Linked DNA regions of Siniperca chuatsi: region 2 is linked to region 1. The links are chromatin contacts, called in public Hi-C maps. All regions are on one chromosome and are shown on one strand. The core of a region is the stretch at or near the end of the contact, and the rest is flanking DNA. Distances in the headings are between cores, read along the strand shown. Region 1 overlaps arhgef28a (rho guanine nucleotide exchange factor 28). Region 2 holds the start of enc1 (ectoderm-neural cortex protein 1).

Evidence for each region. A called contact is a pair of places that touch in the nucleus more often than the background predicts.
Region 2: a Hi-C map of liver shows a contact between it and region 1, with 2.1 times the contacts expected there. The contact joins the promoter of enc1 here to the enhancer-like site in region 1. A contact is called at or near these places in 3 of 3 Hi-C or Micro-C datasets (liver, skeletal muscle and an unstated tissue).

The regions. Positions count from the first base shown.
Region 1 is chrLG18:6,160,292-6,163,724 of ASM2008510v1, forward strand. It overlaps arhgef28a (rho guanine nucleotide exchange factor 28), which reads left to right. Exons shown (of 35, transcript XM_044175354.1): 16 at 685-808; 17 at 1,587-1,722; 18 at 1,803-1,858; 19 at 1,981-2,041; 20 at 2,191-2,326; 21 at 2,427-2,545; 22 at 3,170-3,310. Among protein-coding and RNA genes, the nearest start is that of arhgef28a, 26 kb to the left of the region's middle. Within about 2 kb of position 1,485, the one cell type or tissue checked has an H3K27ac peak away from gene starts, as active enhancers do. A contact at or near this core is called in liver, where this site is marked.
Region 2 is chrLG18:6,283,400-6,286,832 of ASM2008510v1, forward strand. enc1 (ectoderm-neural cortex protein 1) reads right to left here and starts at 1,675. Exons shown (of 3, transcript XM_044175364.1): 1 at 1,342-1,675.

The DNA of each region.
Region 1 (3,433 bases), core at 235-2,734:
CCACAACCTCCTCTCTTCTTCTCTCCTTGTTTCCCCTTCCCTTCCTTTCCTTGTTTCCTATACTCTCATTGTCTCCTCTCCTTTCCTCATTTCCTCTTCTCTGCTGGTTTCCTCTCCTCTCCTCTCCTCTTATCTAACAGCAAAGCAACAATTAAGTTGTTATTGTCTTTTAACAATATGCACCATCTGTCATTGTCATTTGGCATGTATCTAGCCTTTAACAATTCTACTAATTTTAATTTACTTTCACAGCACAGAGTTGCAGAGAATGAACACAATTTTCTTTGTCACATTTTAGTGACTAACAAAGGATTTCATTCCCTTTCCCTAACATTTATTTTACCAGAAATTACACGCTGTGCAATATCAGATGAAATTATATATTTTTTATTGTTATTTCATTTCATCTAACTACATCGCACCCCATGAACCAGTTATATGCTTGTGTACTATAAGAATTTCACACATTTCACCCTCATATGTATCTTCTGCCTGTACCTACAAAAGCCCATCATACTTGCTCTTGTTGTCCTGTAGACTCAGCAAGAAGAAAATCAGGATGGCGTGACCAACTAATGTCTGCATGTCTGCAAACCAACAGTGAATTTTTGTGTTTTGTTGTAAGTTATAGAACACAAATGCAAGGTAACAAATTGCACTGACATTATTTAAATTTTCCTTCAGAATTGAAGAGGAGGAGTTGGACAAGTACAACATCCCAACAAAGGTGGAGTCAGAGAAGTACAAAGTCATTCGTACCTTCAGTTTTCTCAAGAGCAGGATGTCGAGTACACGCAACAAGACCAAGGTAAACCCAAACCATAAACAGTCCATGCCTCTGCTGTTACATCCGTCAAACACAAAATCTAAATTAAAAAACTAGAATATAAAGAATAGCTGAACAAAACTTAAACTTGCCCTTGCTGTGCATTCAGGCCAGCTTTACATGCTACACTAAGCTCTGCATAGTTTAATAGCTTAAAAACACAAGTCCTGCTTCCATTAAAGTGTTTGACGCCTCTATAGGTACAGGCGTGTATGTACTGGCTTATTAAATTTGACTATTTATGCTTATAGAAGTATTTATGGTATTGAATATTATAACACTTTTGTAAAGGCTAGTATCCTAGACTCAGGTAAGGAATATGTGACTCTGTCTTTCTGCTCTCTGGGAGACACAACCAGGAAACATTTCTGGGAATAACTGAAGGTCAGGGTGACAGACCAAACATGGTGTCCAGCCTCTTTCCTTTTAATGATTAATCCTCTGTTGTTGAGTCAGCACAGAGACTGGAAGCCCTCCCCGACCTGCATCTGTTGTTTATGCTATGCTCCATTTCCTTGTCAGTGGACTTTCTTACTCTTTGGGAAAATGCGATGATTCCTTCCAGGCTCATATGTCTACTTACACGTGGGAGAGTTTACTCTGCAAATAGAAACCTGACAAAGATCTTCACCCTGGTTTATAGAAATATGGATTAAGGCCTGCTTTGCTCAGAGTTCTTAGCTGTAGTTGTCAGTCACGTTTTGCCTCTGTCTGTATGGCCTCTTTTTTTACGCCTATGTCTCTGGCATGGTTTTCCAAGGGGAAGGGGAAGGACAGAGAGGCCAAGGATAGGCAGCTGAATGGACATCGGTTTAACACAGGCTCCTGTTTAGGCCCCACCGTGTGTGTGGTGTGTGAGAAACCAGCCTCTGGAAAGGACCTGCTGCATTGCTCCAGTAAGTCATAGCGTAATTCCAAGAAGCTTACATTTATATTTTTTGCAAAACATAAACTTAAAAATCGAATTCTTTCCCAGGTTGCACTGCTATCGTCCATAAGGGCTGTAAGGAATCTGTCCCCCCATGTTTGAAGGTGAGTATTGTCTTGAAATATTGGAATAAAAAATGGTTTTGAAATACTCATCTCTACTGGTGCCTGTCCTTGTGTCAATTGTTTATATGCTGTAACCAGACTCTCTCATTTGTATTACTTAGAAACTTCAGGATAAGTATGCGGTTACCATGGTGAAGGACAGGACAGCATCCCTCCCACAGAGTGAGTTTACAAAACAAAGGTCGACGGTCACCAACAATTTTGCTCTCAAGCTGTCTTAAGCATGTTGTGTGTGAAATTTCCTGTTTGCAATGTTTCATTGTGGTTGCAGTGGGGATGACTATTGTTAATTCTCCTTGCTTCTCCCGCAGATTTCACAGTGAGAGACAGTCCTCCTCAGTGTGTGATCCCCATCTCTACCTCTCTACCTGTCATGACCCCTAAGGAGAGGAAAGACACTGCGATCCAGTCATGCCCCCTCTCTGGGAGTTTCCCAAACAGTGACAGGTCATAAATCTCCCAGACTTTATTAATTAGATAATATGATGTGGGGATATTGGTAAATATTTGGGGGTAATAATGGTTGTCCATGTTCTTCTCTGTTTAGCAGTCGGCTCAGTGAGAGTTCAGAGACAGAGTCTGATGCCTGGAAGGTGACCAGCCGATCAGAAGAGCTCCTGCCGACTCCAATGTCCTCCACCTCCACTGACTCATCCTTCGGGGAAGGTATGAGATGAATAAGGCTCATTGTTTTAAGTTTTTACAGATTTCCATAGAGAAATACCTAAAAAGGAGCAGATCGCTATCCGATTTTTACATTAAATAGATGTCCTCACACAACCAAACGTTGTTGTGTTTCCTTCTTTGAGAAGATGCTGACCATTGTTGTTGACAAGGTCCTTTTGCACCAAGCACAGCTCAGAAAATCGTCCAGTAATAGAAACAGAAGAAAAAAATGGAGAGAAAATGCAAATAAGCTGCTGACTATGCATCACAGTCCCTCTAAGTATTGTAAGTTACAAAACAGGAAATGGTTGAAAAACATTGAAAATGCCATTTTCACCCAGATTGTATTATAGTTTTTAAAATCATTTTTAACATTCAAAATGGACTTATTTTTAAAAATAAAAAACAAACCTAATTGTCTGGGGAGAATCTCAGTATTGAGATAATATAATACTGAGACATATTTCTGTCCATATATTTAGCCCCAGGGATAAAGAAGTAAATTGAGATGGTTGAAAGTAAAGAGCCCTGTCTCGTTTCAGTAAATGTTATGAACGCTGATTAATGGAACTGAATCCTGGCAGTTTGGATTAAAAGTGATTTTGTACCTCTTTCTCGCCATAGACTGTGTGGACGCGTATATCCACAGTGACATGTCGGTTGATGCTGTGGATTACGAGGCTGAGTCGTGGAGTCTGACAGTAGAGCACAAGTTCTGCAAGAAGCAGGACAAACGAGCTGTCAAGAGGCAGGACGTTATCTATGGTAAGCAGATGTCAGAGTTGTGAAAGAAGACCACTGGAATGTGTCATTTTCTGCCAGTGTCAGCATTTCATATATAAAATTACTGTAACCACATATAATTGTTTCATAATTGTAAAATTGCTA
Region 2 (3,433 bases), core at 425-2,924, 120 kb after region 1:
TTCATTTTTCAAACAAAAATAGTGAAAAAATACTTCACATTCTCTGCTTCGGCTCCTCAGATGTGAGGATTTGCTGCTTTTCTTTGTCACATATCATTGTAACCTGACCACCTTTAGGTTTTGGAATGTTGGTCAGACAAAACAACAACTTTGAAGACATCACCGTGAGCTCAGGGAAGTTGGGATAGGCATTTTTCACTATTTTGTTTTGATATTTTATAGACTAAATGATTAATTGATTATTCAAAAAATGTATCAATCACAATTTAGAATGAAATTTAGTTGAAGCCCTAAAACAAATTACTATTACTAATATTATTCATATCATTATTTACAATCAGTGCTCATGGTAATATAACTTGTCCTTGGTGTCTGATATATTTCACGTGCTATTTTCTGTCACGGTAACAGAGTCACCAACATCCCCTGAGAGGAAGAAAATATGCCAGCAGTGTGAGAGTGAGCAGTTGGCTGGATGTCTGTGAGAGTTGTCATCCTTATCCCAGATCCATGGGCACATAACCGGAAAACAGATCCATGGGCACATAACCGGAAAGCACATACATGCCACACTGACAAAGCACACAGTAAAAAGGCTTGCACACGCAGCCTTTGGACTCTATCTGAGGCCTGGCTGGCTGCAGTCTGTTTAAAATCATTGCCAGGTGTTCACAGTCAACCATGGACTCAGGAAGAGGGATTTGAGGGGGAGACTTCAAAAGTAAACACCAGGCTTACATGGGCCAGTTCTATACATCTGCCACTTGGGTGGAAAAAATGAAACAAGATGCAAAACAAGAAGACACGCCAGCGGCTATTGATCTGCACATCTACATCAATCTTAATCTCTAACAGAATATAGTCTCAACCCAGCTGTCCACGCACATCCGAGCGAGGTTAACTGTGTTTAAACCAAAGCCCTGCCACTCAGGAAATACTGTTTATCAATTTATAACACCAAGAAGAGCATGTCACACCTGATGTCGCCTTTAAAACATATAAAACATCTTCAGCGTGCATGAGTATGCAGGAGCAAGACGCCGAAGAGAGCACAAAGGACTGCGAGGAGATCTGTAGCACTTTTTCATGAAAATAAAGAAATAGTGCAATCAATGTGCTGGTTAAATCATAGCAACAACGTAATATTGACCTAATCAGTGAATATCAACAACCGTCTTTTGTCCATCAGCCTGTTTTCTGTTGCGCTTTCTCTGCCACAGCCCGGAGTTTTCCATCATCAGGTGATCAGGAAGGGATGCAGCAGTTGTTAACAATATACCAATCTGTTAAAACGCTATAATAGTCAGCAGGGTTGTGCTTTATTGTCAGATTTAGGCCTACCTCTTCGCGTGAAAGTAGGAGTTCAATTGTGCCCGCAGGATCTCTCGAACATGTCGCTTCTGAAAGAGCCACGATGCAAGCCTTGCGCTCGGGGAGTGTTAACAACTCCTTGGATATTTCCGAAATGCTGGCGGATGCTCGGTCAGGATGAGGCCGTTTACTTAGATAACGCACTACACTGGGTTGTCTGCAAATTCCGGAAGTTAGGTATAAATATATATCAAAACAAACGGGCTTTAAAATAAAGGATGAGGCGAGATGTTTTGGAGGTGTTCCTCCAGCGCTGCTGCTCTGCTCCTGTATGACGGTCCTCCCCCAGTGCTCCCAGTCCTCTCTCACTGAAATCAATGGGTGTGTTTACACTGAGAGGGGGAGGACCGTCTCCTCCTGCAGGAAATGAAGTGAGAGAGAGCGTACGCAAAAAGATGTGTAGGACAGTTGGTCTCTCAAAGCAGGAGTTAGATTTTCCTAAAAGTTGTGCTAACTTACTGCAAACTTTTGCACTTTCCCATGTAAATATTTTGCACATTGCACGAGCTGTAATTTTATGGCAAATGTATAGGTGCCTTTCTCTGCTACACCTGCAATGTAACTGAAATAGCTGATGATGCACACTGTTCTGCAATCAGTTCTGTAAAATACACAAAGCCTCTGTCACATTGTGTTTTATTGTCAGTACTCTTGTCAATACGCTTGTCTCATTGTCATTATAGTGTGTGAGACTTTAAAGGTTGGAAGGACGAAACAAGATCCAGCATTGTGATCAGGGCCCAAAGACAATGAAAGGTATTGTTTGTGTTATGCTTTTGTGGAGTCACAACTTTAAAAAAACTACAGGGATACATTTCAAAACAATACCATATAGGAAATCCCATAATGTTTGACTGAGTCACAGCCAACTCACCACTGAATGCCACGGCCACAATGTGAATCTTATAGGATCTTAAAGGCATTGTGGTTTTTGGTTGGGGTGGTTTGGAACAGGAAGTCCAATTTTATTCCTGGACATCTTGTGTGAGTCACATCTGTGGCGCTTGTTGATGGTACTTTTGGCTGTGACTAAACTCTTCAGTGGACGCTTGAGGCTATAACGTTATTATATTGTTTTATGTGTAGTGCACTTGTGTTGTGGTGATTAGAGCTGTTACATACTCGTATCCAGTTTCATTTCCCATCAACTGTATGAAGACAGAAATTACACTATTACTGTAGCTTCATATTAAGGATAATGCAGCACAGTGTTCCTTAAAGAAGGAAATAAAAATACATTATGACAGCAAATGTTTCATATATATGACAGGAGAGACATCTAGTGGGTAAAATATTCCTGGGCCTGATAGTGCCGAAGATTGAAAGCCGGAACTGAAGGAGTATACAGGCTGACACAGTTAAGGGCAGAAAAAGACTAATAATTTATCTAATGATTAAGCTTATGTCTGGTTGACACTGGCTTTACTTCCTCATTGTTTGGGGTCTCACAGACCCCACTGCTGTATGTGTAAAAAAATAACAATAATATCTGCTAAATAAACCATTTGTTATCATTTTTATTTAAATATAATTTTTATTTTCTTCTTTTTAAAACCCTCTTTTTAAAACCCTCTTTTTGCCACAAACAGGGCTTGCACATTTGATGAAGGTGACAAAATATGAAAATGACCAAAAAGCATTGTATTTCGCCAAATAAGGAAATATTTCAAATTATATGGGCCATACATGAATAAACCCAGTATGTGTTCCTTTTGTTTGCCAAAAAGGCCTTCACAGATAAAGAAATGTATGTTATGCTACATAATGGCATTATTAATGTCTGGATCCATTATTAAGGTCTGAATCCCTGTTAGAGCACTTATGAACAAACTGTTATAACATTTTAAAAAGAGAAATTCAAATAGACTAATTTGGGATTTGGGAGGGGTAGTTTCATTTTAATCTAACAGTTGATTAATCAAGATTATTGAGTTTTATGTATCAAATAATGTCCTTGTTTGTTTTCAGTATAAATGGCCACAGAGTTATTTTGTAGTCTACTCTCCCTGCTTGTGAATGTAAACAGTGAGATGAATTCATTGTTTCATATATATAAACAGTT